Linked DNA regions of Mus musculus: all the other regions are linked to region 4. A link is a contact called in public Hi-C data. All regions are on one chromosome and are shown on one strand. The core of a region is the stretch at or near the end of the contact, and the rest is flanking DNA. Distances in the headings are between cores, read along the strand shown. Region 1 has its middle 61 kb from the start of Gm34282. Region 2 has its middle 85 kb from the start of Gm45999. Region 3 has its middle 120 kb from the start of Gm45999. Region 4 has its middle 26 kb from the start of A730082K24Rik.

Region 1 (2,812 bases), core at 275-2,774, 270 kb before region 4:
ATTTCCTGTCTGTCACTAGTTGATGCTACTTCGTGGATTGGAACCTTCATTGGCTTGTGAGCGTAGACTAGTACGCTCCACAATCACTTGTTGCAAGCAGACCTCAGTACTAGAGGTGGCAAGCATGGGAGGTATAGCCAACCTATACACCCTAGGAATGCAGACACTTTCCCCCTTTCATTAAGCCCTGCTTCATGGGATGATTTAGACGGCCACTCCAATAAGGGAAGGGCAGAGTTCCAAACACTAACACATAGGGCTCTAGCACTTCTGTTTTCCCTCCTCCCTTTCCTCTGATAGTGCACCTGCAGTTGTCCTCATCGGGCCCTAGCTTCTACACTGGATGAGACAGCACTGTCCAGGAGAATGCAGACCCTGGACAGACAGGTCCATGTTCAACAGAACCTATGGCATCTCTCCAGTAAGGTCCCAGGCTACCACCTCAGCTTTACAACCGTACGTTTCTGAAGCCTGCTCTTCACCTGCTTAGTCAATTTCCATGGCTTGGACATGGCTCCTTGAATGCTAGTCCTTGTCTCTGCCTAGGTCTCCTGCACAGGAAAGCTTTCAGTCTCCAGGCCCAAACAAAGACAAGTAATGTCTCTCTCTCTCTCTCTCTCTCTCTCTCTCTCTCTCTCTCTCTCTCTCTCTCTGTGTGTGTGTGTGTGTGTGTGTGTTTCATCACAGGGTCTCTGTGTTGGCGAGCCTAGTTCAAATCCCAGCTCTGCCACCCTTGGCTAAATGATCTCAAATGAGGTACTGAACTGTTTCCTCTTGGAACAAGGGAGATAATAATAGCATGTGTTTTGTCAGCACTGTTACAAAGATTAGACAAGTTAATCCATATAAAGCCCCGAGAACAGTGCTAGGCACGTAGCAAACACTTGAAAATGTTAGTTAGCGCTATCACCAACTCGGAGCGTCATGCCAAGGGTCTTACCTAGGCTGTGATATTAATCCTCTGAACAACTGCACATGGAAGGTATTATTAAGGATTTGGTACGAATAATTTATCACAGCTCAGAGGTTAAACCTCAGCCTGGGTTTGATTTAGGCAGGATTCCAGCCCAGTTCTGGAACATCTGCCTTTGGAATTCGGCTGCCTTAGTAGGCTTCTTCTCTGTATCCGCCATAGCATCCTGTTTTGTGCCCAGCCCCTCCTGTGCATGGGAGGAGGGAGTGGCAGCATGTTGGTAGCCTTGACCTGGTGCCTGCCTCTGCCTTGGCCGGACTAGAGCGGCTCTCTGGGATCTGGTTAGCAGCTAATGATCAGTGGGCTCTGGCTGTAATGATCGGATTAGCTGTGCCTTAATCACTGTCTATTGTTTCAGCAGCGAGAGAATTTCACAGCTCATTGACTGCTCTGACTCCTAATCTACACGGAGGAAACAATGTCGCAGCTCATCAAAGGCAATCAGCTGCTAATTGAAAGGAAATGGAATTTTACAATTACAGGCCACCTTTCAGTGCTCAGGATTTCTAAGCACTTCTCTCCACCCTCCTCTGCCAGCTCAGCACTGGCAGTAGCAATGACACCCCTGCTAGAGTCTTCCCTGAGAGCTGCATTTAGAAGCCTGGCTCCATAGGCCAGCAAAGGGAAATGGGCATCTTAGCCAACGTCTGGTCTGTCCTTCAAAGCTGGATGTAAGGAAAATGCAAGGGGTTGAACATCGGGAGAGCAAAGGATGGTCCAGCTTCCCCTACCCAACCCCTGCCACATTGAGCATACCCCCTTCTTCTCTGTGCTCCTCTCTCCTCTCTGAAATGGAGACATTGACTCTGACGACCTCCAAGACTCCTCTCTGCTCTGGTGATTCTATTTGCTGTCTTCACTGTTTCTCCCAGAGAGTAGAAGACAGTTCACTGGAGTCCTTTTCCTTGCCCAAATATCTGCTTTCTCAAGTGCTTCCAATGTGACTGTCTTAGATCTCCCAAAGGACTAGTTCTAATGAGGCTTTAATGGGATGGAAAGCAAATCTGGGAGCTAGCCCACTCAGCCCTCTGATGAGACATCTCTCTCCCCTTCCTGGATCCATTCACTCTCTTGGATGAATATCAATCACGATTAATTCTAAAGACAGCCCCGTGAATTGTTCTGGGTTCTGTCTTTTTCCCAGGGAGATTCTGTGGAGACAAGATTGGGAGGGCTGCTGGCCAGGAGGGCCTTGCTGCCTTGACCCTGTCTTCCAGCCCCATTTCCAGCCGCCTTTCCTCTGAGAACAAGACAAGCCCATGTCTGCTTTGAGCTCTGGTCTGTATCATCCTTCAATAGCACTTGTCTGTCCCTGAGCACAGCCGAGGCTCCATAACCCTGCAGTGCCATTCTCTCAGGATTCCCATGATCCCTGGCTTGTCAGATATGCTTATCAGGCCGACACTGGAGCCCTTCCACCCTTTTAATTTTTTTTTTTTTTTTTTTTTTTTTGCAAGCAGACATGTTATGGAGTATCTCAAAAAAACAAAAGCATGATCAAAAATAGTTTCTGTTTGGCCATGTTTCAGTTTCAGTCCCATTTCCTTGCTTTAGACAGACACTGCAGCAGGACCCTAGTGTGACTTATGGCCTAGAGAAATGGACAGTAATTGAGGCAAATCGAGGCAGCCAAGGGCTGGCTGAATCTCCTTTCCACCAGCCCACAATGTGCTGGGAAGAGGCAGGGTATGGGCCTCCCACTGTCTTTTTAGAACCCAGGCTCAAGGAGAAGATGGGAGGAGAAAGACCACAAGGGCTAAGGTAAACCAGGACAAGAGAGAAGAGGAGAAAGTGGTGACGGAGCTGGGCTGTATTCTCTAATATGAGAATGACTTGGAA
Region 2 (3,176 bases), core at 35-2,534, 390 kb before region 4:
TCCTCTCCTCTCCTCTCCTCTCCTCTCCTCTCCTCTCCTCTCCTCTCCTCTCCTCTCCTCTCCTCTCCTCTCCTCTCCTCTCCTCTCCTCTCCTCTCCTCCTCTCTCTGTCTCTCTGTCTCTCTCTGCTCTGTCTCTCTCCTGTCCACTGTCCACTATTCATCTTCATCCCTCCTTCACTGCCCTCTCCCCTTTCCTTCTTCTCAAGAACTTCTCATGCCAAGAGAGTTTTAAGATCTCATCTGATTGGTGCAGGAAACTCAAAAGTTGAATGAGCAGAATCATAAATTGAGGGCCAGAAAACCAAGGCTCTCTTCTTAATTCTGCTCCAAATGCTTTGTGATCCTGAGTGAGTTACTCCATCTCTCTGAGCTGCTATCTCCTCTGGTATGATATTATCACTTCATGATGGTGTCACCAGGTACAAGTGAGTCGGCTAAAGTGGAAGTGTTGGGGTGACAGGGATAGCTCTCTATCTAACTGTTTTGTCCTAGTGTTTGGCCAAATGATTATGTAGAGAGCATGTTGCTAATCATTTGCTGATATACAAGTCAAATAAAATTATTCTAAGCAGAGTACCTGGCACAATGCCTGGTTCCCAGGAAACACAGAATCATTATATCACAAATTTCAACTGCTGTGAGCTACCTGCTGAGACCTTCCGATCAGGCTGATGGTGATGTGCCCACAGATCAGCTTATTATTTAATCACAGACACCAATCTTTATAGCCAAGCTCTATTTCCTGGTAGCCAAAACCCAGAGAAGGATTATAGATCCTTCAGTATCACACAGCACAGTGAAGAGAGGGTTGGGTACCAGCCTCAGTTTACCACTCTGCCTCTTTGGACGGGAGAGAGGGTAAGCCATCGGTCTCCTCTCTGTCGGAGAAGCATGCCATGCTCACAAGGTCTCTAGGGATCAGGAGAGGAAGCTGCATCATGCAGCAGAAGGCTGGCCCACAGCCCTGCTTGCCTGCCAAGGGACTGTAAGATCTCCCAGGTCACAGTGGGGTAGCTCCGACTTTTGTTTGTTTCTCCCTCCATCCCACTGTCCATCCATGCAAGCCCTCTCTTCCCCTTTAAGTCTCTTTTTCACCAATTATTTACTTGAGGTGACATCATTGGAAAATGTGAGGGGTGGCAGCAGGGTGGAAACCCTAGCTGTCCCTGGACAGAAAGCCTGTTTTCAATGCTGCCATTGGTCCTTGGTTTCCCAGCATGCTTGTGCCATGTAGTACTCTTGGTACTGTGGAAACAGTATTCTGGGGTGACCTGAGGCCAACAGTGGCTCAGGTCCTCCTATCCACTGGATAGAAACTTCCCTGTCTTCTTCTGAGCACTGCTGAACTGGCCTGGGGAAGGCTCACAGAATAGATTCTTCTTGCCCCATGGGAATACCACAGCACCCAAAACTGCCAGCTTGGGTTGGTGACAATACATTCTTTTCTCCCCACAGGCTTCAAGGCTGTCTGCAGGGTCTGGGCTCCTTTGCCAATTTGGATGCCTTGAAAGAAACATTGTTCCAAATGGAGTCTAGAGGAAGAGCGATAATCTTCCTTTGCTTATCAAATTTGAGGGGAAAAAAGTTGACATCCCATTTTGTTAAGTGCTGGCTCAGCTCTTTTTGCCAACAAGAAGAGAGGAACCAGCTGCATGTGCCCAGTATGGGAAGCTAATTCTGCTCCACTCAGATGTCCTGGTGCTCTCCACCTGGTCAGGTCAGACTTGGGGTCTGCTGGGAACCTCAGGTTCCTGGGGAACCTCTTGGTGCCCTTTTACATTTCCGGAGAAGCTCACCATTTATCGCTTCTGTCAACACTGCTGCTTAAATTCTCAAGGGGGAAGAGACAGACAGCTCACTGGAAAGTGCTGGCTTTAAATGTGGAGAGAGCACTTCAAGTTCTCAGGATGAGAAAGACGAGTGTGTCTGGGATCTTCGAGCAGATGCCCAGTTTATCTCACTTCAAATCAACTCCCTCTGACTGGACACTTTCCTGGATGAATTAATTGAGCGTAGCTAAAGCCAAAATGCTCCTGTGATTAAGGAGCTAGGCAGAGGGGTACCAGGTCAGGATGTCAGCCCAGGAGGAGGGTGGGGACCTGTTTACTTCTATTCTCCTAACAGAAGGAATAGGCCGGGGCAGCCCACTGGAAATAATTTTGAATAATCTCACTCTATTACTGAAAGTGAAATTGAGTCTGCTCAAGCTACCCCAGTGATCCGACATTTCAGCGAAACAGGAAACTAATATTCAATTCATGCGGCATAAGATAAGTGACAGAAGGAAAAGCAGGGTGAAATCTGTAAGTTTTCAGTTTTCAATTTGTGAAGCTTATTTATTACTAGAAAGAATCATGAATATAGCTCACATAGACCGGGGGAGTGGGGGTCATTAAACCAATGGTCATTAGCAGTGGTGTGTTGTGTGTATGTATGTGGTAGGGTGTCTGTTTTGTCTGTGTTTGTATGTGTGTGTGTGTCTATCTGCCTGTATATGTGTTTCTGTGACTGTCTGTCTGTCTGTTTCTAGGTGTGTATTTGTGTGTCTGTGTATATATAAGTGTATCTATGTGTCTATTTCTCTGTGTATATCTGAGTATGTGAATAAGTATATCTCCATGTCTGTGCCTGTATGTGTATATTTGTGTATATAAATAAGTGTATCTCTATGTCTGTATTCTACCATCACACTCTCTCTCTCTCTCTCTCTCTCTCTCTCTCTCTCTCTCTCTCTCTCTCTCTCTCTCTGTGTGTGTGTGTGTGTGTGTGTGTGTGCGCGCAGACGTGTGGAATGGATATTGATTACTGACATTGGTATCATACAGACACTGAATTGTGTACATCAAATGACTAAGAAAGGGAACTTGTCTAGGAAATAGGCAAACCCTTGACTGATCCAATAGAGCCTGGCTGTGGGTGGTGGGAGAGAAGGCCTTGGGTTTAGATTTGACCCCCCAGACTGTGTATCCAAGTGGGAGGGGGAGCCCATCAGTTCCCTTTACTCACTAGCCTTGGGAAGATCTGCTAAGGAGCTGTCAGCCTCCTTGCCAGGGGGAAACCTTAGCCCTTTCTTAATCTCTACCCCCTTTCCAGCTTAGTACTCGTTATCACAATTGCTTCTGACTCCAATTTCTCTCTAATGCCTATTTTCTTCTTTCTGTGTCTGGTAAAGATC
Region 3 (3,012 bases), core at 27-2,526, 350 kb before region 4:
ATTGAGCATGTTTACCACAAACATAAAGGAGACAGTTATCAACTAGAATTTGAGATAGCTGATTTTAACATTCTCTGCTAATGCTTAGAATCAAATATTTAGTTCTTATTTAATCAACATGCTGTATGACTTAAGAGTTCCCTACAAAATAAGGCCTTTTGCAATTCAATGTTTTTGGATTTAAGAGCTATATTTAAACAATAATTAATTTACTAGCAAACAGTTACATTAATAATAGCTATCCATTGCCTTAATAAAAAGCAATTTGAATGTCCCAGTCAATGAACAATTAAACTACATTAGACAATTCCCTATGGTGCTAGGTCCTATATTATTTTCTTTCTTGTTTGTTTATATTTATTTTATACATATAAAATATAGTGCAAACTATTTGCCTGCATATATATAGGTACACTAAGTGCATGCCTACTGCCCTCAGAAGTTAGAAGAAGGCAATGAATTGCCTGCAACTGTAGTTATAGGTGATTGTGAGCCACCATGAGTACCTAAAATTGAACCCAGATCATTTCTAAGAGCAAAAGTCCTCTAAATCACTAAGCCACCTCTCCATCCTGAGATCATAGTTTCAAAGTTCCTAACATAATATCATCAGAAGTACTCAGAGTCAGATAATCATTAGGGTGATTCTGAGCTGGTTATATCCAGAAGCTTGAAAAGATGAGACAGAAATACAAACGAACACAAAGCACTTGCACAAGACAACAAGCCAGAGGGAAACGTTGTCTCTGCAAGTTTAAAAATCTGCCTCTGTAATAATTTTTCTCTAATTCTTTTTAAAGTGCCTGTCTTAATTATAAATTTCAAAGATCAAAATAAGACTAGAATCATCAGGTAATATGTTCTTGGGCTCTGCACACATTAGTTTGCTTATTTTTTTTTCCAGATGAGGCTTGATGATTTTGTTCACAGATGACTGGCCCTCTTCATCTTTTCCAGCTGCTTTGACGTGTCCCTTAGAACAGGACAGAATTCTGAAGATCACACCGAACTCAAATAATCCATCTAGTTATCAGTGACCTCACCGAAGTCTCTGAGATTTAAAAGTTAAGAAGTTCAGCTTTCCGCTGCTCTCATTTGGGGGTTATGTGTCTTTTATTTAGAAGATGGAGTGAGATGGCAGTTGGCCCAGGTCAGTAACCTTTTCTCTTTGTCCTGAGATGAATGCCAAAAGCTATTACCAGGAAAAGAGGAAAAACAAGTTTCTATTTGGCTTTTCACTGTTCCAGCAGTAAACAGCAGTGCAGGCTCAGGGGCCTTGCAAGTGAACAGGGTTTAATTTAATCTCCGGGTTGTCCTGGTAAACATCCTTTCAGCTGTCCCCAGCTAAGCCATTTTCTCCTTTGCTAGGCTGATGCTTGGTTTTCAGCCAAGTGCCTGGTGCTGGGTTCTCAGCGGATCTAACTCTTGCCTCTGACCTCTCCTGCCTCCACAGTCCCAGCTCACTCATGCTTGAGATATCTGGACCCTGGATGGTCTCTGACTTGGCATGTAAGTCTAATTCGATGGAACACAGAGACCTGTCATAGTGGAAAGACTGTGGCTTCAGGGAGGCAGAGCAATTGAAGTTTGAGTCCCAGTCCCTCTGAGTATGCAATTGGACTTTGGTTAGATTTGTGATTTCATCTCCAGGAGTCCTCATTTCTTCTTCAAATGAAATGGGGCAAATGTTCTAATCCAACAGCTGTTTTCTGCCTTGGGGAAAGTACCATATACCACATACCTGAGAGCATAAAGTCTGAGTTTCCATTCCTCTGCTAGCCAGTTTTGCACACTGAAGAGGCAAAACATTTCCAAACACCACTGATGAGCTAAACTAAGGCCCAAAGGTGCTAACTGGGATGGTGGGGAGCTCAGACCTGGGTGAAACAGGTGGGAGAAGGGAGCATGTTAGTGTCAAGATAATCAGAAAGTCCAAACAATGGACTAAAGCAACTTCAGGTTTGGGGCAATCTCAAGTATAGAAGAAGGAGCCAACTGTTTTTAACTGGCTATTGAATCAGTATTTGTCAGATGACTTCTGTGTGCCTGACTCTGCTTCTCATCGAGGACAGATGACATCCTTCTCCAATATATAACCCAGTTGGAAAGACAGCCACTGGGTAAGTAATTATGTGATTGGCAAAAATCCAAAGAGTCCAGGCCCCTATGTCAATTAGGACCAGTGATAGGAACTGGAGGTGGTTGGTGTCAACATGACTCAGAGAGGCATGGAGTAAAATGGTTGGGCCATCTGAATGTTGTAGAAAGTTCCAGTAGACAGGAACTGTGAGCATTGAAACCTAGCATTACCTGATCTTTAAACCATGAATCTAGAGAGTACATTTGCTTAGAGGTGAGACTTTTTAAAAAAATATTCTTTACAGAGGCATTGTATGTTCTGGTAATGACCATCCAAGGACTTCAATGGCAGTCCATGGAAATAACTGGGCTAAAGATATTGCTTGTTGGCTTGTATAATGTTGTATTTGTTTCTGTTTTCAGTTAGAATTAGTTTTCAGATTTTAAAGTTAAAGAGATTAAACACTAGAGGGACTGACAGACAGTCAGATATTCAGCTATTCAGATAGACAGACACTCTCACGGGGGTGTGGGGGGGTGGTGGTGGCGGCATGTAGAGAGAGTGTGTAGATAAATATGTATGTACTCACTAGTTTTTGCCATGTGCTGTCCTGTGACAACTTGGGACTCTGCTAACAGTTTATCACCTCCAGATTTAGAAACCAAAGCAAACCTTTTCCTTTATAACTTACTATTCCAGTATGATGTTATTATAATAAGAAAAAAAAAGGACATAAGGACAGGTCAAGGAGGCAGGATTCTTCCTGGCCTCAGAGCACTTTAGCTTTCTTTCTGGTTTCTCTTCAGCTTCCAGGGGGTTTATAGAAATGAGCAGTAGTGTCATCTAACACCTGAGAAGGGTCCCTCTGGCTGCCTCATTGAGATATGCAGAAGAGAAAGAGAAGAAGAAAGAAGAGGAAGTGTGTGTGTGTG
Region 4 (3,207 bases), core at 505-3,004:
TGCCCCTTGCTTCCCCTTTCCCCATTCCCTTCGCCCCCTCTTTCTATGTGGTCATGGCCAGCCTCTACTTCTCTACTCTCTCCTTCTCTTTGCCTTTCTCTGCTTCTACTACACTCTGAACTCCCCTCCCCATGCCCTGAATAAACTGTATTCTTTTTTTTTTCAATTTTTTATTAGGTATTTACTTCATTTACATTTCAAATGCTATCCCTAAAGTCCCCTATACCCTCCCCTGTCCTACACACCCACTCCCACTTCTTGGCCCTGGTGTTTCCCCTGTACTGGGGCATATAAAGTTTGTAAGACCAAGGGGCCTCTCTTCTCAATGATGGCCAACTAGGCTATCTTCTGCTACATATGCAGCTAGAGACATGAGCTCTGGGGGTACTGGTTAGTTCATATTGTTGTTCCACCTACAGGGTTGCAGATTCCTTTAGCTCCTTGGGTACTTTCTCTAGCTTCTCCACTGGGGGTCCTGTGTTCCATCCAATAGCTGACTGTGAGCATCCACTTCTGTGTTTGCCAGGCACTGGCTTAGCCTCACAAGAGACAGCTATATCAGGGTCCTTTCAGCAATATCTTGCTGACGTATGCAATAGCGTCTGCGTTTGGTGGCTGATTATGAGCTAACTGTATTCTATACTAAAAAAAAAAAAAAAAAAAAAAGACTAAAGACATTAATTGGAGGTCATAGGACAATTTAGCTGAGGAGCCTACATACAAGCCCAGGAAATCTGAACTTTATTCTAATGACCTAGCCTGGTACCTAGGACAGAATCAACCAAAGAAATGTGGCAAAGGATCTTTGTCATGTTTATGAACTGCAGGCCAGCTCTGTGCATGGATCTTTGCTGCCTTCAGCAGATCTGAAGCATGCCTAGTGGTTTTTATTAAAAGGAAGAGAGGTGCCTGGGAGGGACTCAGTAAAGGGGAAAACAATGCCTGCTACACCCCCACCCTCTAGGAGCTGGGTGCCTTGGCCACAGAGGAGACACTGATGCCTTCCAGGAGAACACAACTGAAGCAGTAACAACAACAAAGTGGCATGGGGAGAAAGAGCAGAAATCAAGACTTCAGTTTTCAGCTGTCACCTGTCTATCATAGGCTCTGAAACAAGGACAGCTGTCCTCTGAGGCATGGCAACGCCAGTGTGAGCTAGCTCTAGAATCCAGATGGAAAGAATAAAATACAAAGGAGAGAAGCCATGATGATCATGTGGCTTAGGCTAAACAAGGCGTTCCGGGTCCCACTTTGGTCCAGATTCTCTTCTCCAGGTGACTCACCATGTTTGGTTGGTCCAGTTCCTTGTTCAATGCAGAGACTGTGGTAGACAAGATCAGGGAACCAGGGTCCTCAGACCAGTTAGAATCCCATTCTGGCCTCAGTTTGTCCCATGTATAAAATCAGGAGGTCAATTAAATTTTAATACCTTTAACATCTTGAAAATCCCATGTGCCCTCGACTCACTTTACCCACAGCCATAAATCAATATCCTTGGGGCAAATGATTTCATTTAGGTCAAATGATTACTTGTACATATACAGGGGAGAAATAAAGACACCACACACACACACACACACACACACACACACACACACACACACCTCCTGAACCTCATGTTTATAGAGCCCACTCCCACCTCAGTCATACACAAAGCATCCAGACAGTCGAGCAGAGGCACAAACACCTGGACTCTCTAAGCTGCTCCTTCCCCCACCCACTCTCTTGATCCCGCCCCACAGCCCCCTTTCCAACTCCCCTGCTGGGTAGCCAAGAGGGCCTAGCCTTCCACTGTCTAGTTACCTAAGATGATGGGCTGGTGCCACCCAATGGTCAGGATCAGAAGTACACCCTTGGTTTCAAGACCCAAAGGGGATTGGAAAGGGTCCAGGGTCATTCAATCCATCATTCTCTGTGCAGTGAGGTTGTGTCCAGAGTTGCCCTAGATAGACCAGGCTGCCTATGGTCGTAAACCTTCTCAAAGGTCAGGGGATTGTCACTGACACTCTGGGAGACTTTGGGCCAGGCCAGAGCCTAAAAATATTGGGTGCAAACTGTGTGCTCAGCACCATTCTAGAAGCTTTATCTGCAGTCTCCTTTTGATCCTCACACCTGCTGCTTTGCAGGGCATGTATTACTGTCTCTATTTTAAATAACTACTACTAAGAGGGGTGACTCTGAGACACAACTCCAGCTCTGACTGGCAGTCACCTGGCCACCCTGGACTTAGTCTTCTCTACATCTTTGAATCTAATCATTCATTCATTCATCCATTCAGTAATTCAGTCAGTCAGTCAGTCATTCAGTCACTCACTCACTCACTCACTCACTCACTCATTCTTCCTGTGAATGTTATGGATAGGATCCATGTTAGAAAGAATTCAGAGGGGCACCAAGGTATGACTTTAAATAGCTTCTAGGCTTCAAGAGTCAATGAGTGTTGTGTCTTCCAGAGTCCTTAAATATATAACCTTAGAGGCTCTTCTTTGTCAAGTTGTATGTAAGTACAAATGGTAAAAATGAAGCCCTAGCCTAGAGTGGAAGGCAGCCAGCACATAGAGGAGAGCAGCCAATGTGCTTGAGCAAAGACTCTTCAGTCCACATTCTTCTAATCTAGGACTGCCCCAATGTGAGCCCAAACACAGTCAAGGAAAGAGTGAAAAAAAACTGTGGTAATTGGTTTCAAAGGACTCTGTTTGTGTCACAGGTGAGAGCCAGGAGCAGAGAGGCACTTCAAGTGCAGAGAAACTCGGTATGTCCTGCCATTCTGACATCTCCAGCCTCTCTCCACAGCCCAACTCCAACCTTTGTCCCTACTCAACTGCTTCTCCACCTGCATCCTCACAGAGTCCTACTTCCCAAGCTCCAAACAGCCCACAATTCACTAGCTCCTGATCTTTGCTTATTTTGATTAATGCATAGGAATAGAATAATAGAATCATAGTATGTGAAATACCAGAAAAAAATCACCCAGTCCAAAGTGTGTGGATAAGTAAGAGACCTAGGTAAGAAGATTGATCCAAGATCACATGGCCAGCATATGTTATGGTATAGCACCATACAATGTAGCCTGTAAAATAACTGGGTGCAGAGTTCACACTGCCCTTTCCAGGATCACTTTCTCCCTTTCCTCTTCATCACCATCCTTGTGAAATCAGACAGTGATGGAGGTCTGCATCAATCAATTCTAAGTCATCTTTTCACATT

Evidence for each region. Hi-C and Micro-C count contacts between places; a contact is called where the count stands out from the background.
Region 1: a contact with region 4 is called in a Hi-C map of the N1E-115 cell line, with 7 times the contacts expected there. The contact joins two enhancer-like sites. A contact is called at or near these places in 2 of 39 promoter capture datasets (liver and pre-B cells), 21 of 484 Hi-C or Micro-C datasets (the C3H10T1/2 cell line, the G1E-ER4 cell line, the HPC-7 cell line and 17 more) and 1 of 115 datasets of contacts at active chromatin or transcription factors (stem cell-derived neural progenitor cells).
Region 2: a contact with region 4 is called in a Hi-C map of the N1E-115 cell line, with 8 times the contacts expected there. The contact joins two enhancer-like sites.
Region 3: a Hi-C map of the N1E-115 cell line shows a contact between it and region 4, with 10 times the contacts expected there. The contact joins two enhancer-like sites. A contact is called at or near these places in 1 of 15 datasets of contacts at CTCF or cohesin (large pre-B cells) and 1 of 484 Hi-C or Micro-C datasets (the N1E-115 cell line).

What each region holds. Positions count from the first base shown.
Region 1 is chr7:115,192,118-115,194,929 of GRCm38.p6, reverse strand. No RefSeq gene overlaps it. Among named protein-coding and RNA genes, the nearest start is that of Gm34282, 61 kb to the right of the region's middle. Within about 2 kb of position 1,524, at least 26 of the 459 cell types and tissues checked have an H3K27ac peak or open chromatin away from gene starts, as enhancers often do. A contact at or near this core is called in the N1E-115 cell line, where this site is marked.
Region 2 is chr7:115,311,404-115,314,579 of GRCm38.p6, reverse strand. No RefSeq gene overlaps it. Among named protein-coding and RNA genes, the nearest start is that of Gm45999, 85 kb to the left of the region's middle. Within about 2 kb of position 1,284, at least 14 of the 459 cell types and tissues checked have an H3K27ac peak or open chromatin away from gene starts, as enhancers often do. A contact at or near this core is called in the N1E-115 cell line, where this site is marked.
Region 3 is chr7:115,273,280-115,276,291 of GRCm38.p6, reverse strand. No RefSeq gene overlaps it. Among named protein-coding and RNA genes, the nearest start is that of Gm45999, 120 kb to the left of the region's middle. Within about 2 kb of position 1,276, at least 14 of the 459 cell types and tissues checked have an H3K27ac peak or open chromatin away from gene starts, as enhancers often do. A contact at or near this core is called in the N1E-115 cell line, where this site is marked.
Region 4 is chr7:114,920,983-114,924,189 of GRCm38.p6, reverse strand. No RefSeq gene overlaps it. Among named protein-coding and RNA genes, the nearest start is that of A730082K24Rik, 26 kb to the left of the region's middle. Within about 2 kb of position 1,754, at least 18 of the 459 cell types and tissues checked have an H3K27ac peak or open chromatin away from gene starts, as enhancers often do. A contact at or near this core is called in the N1E-115 cell line, where this site is marked.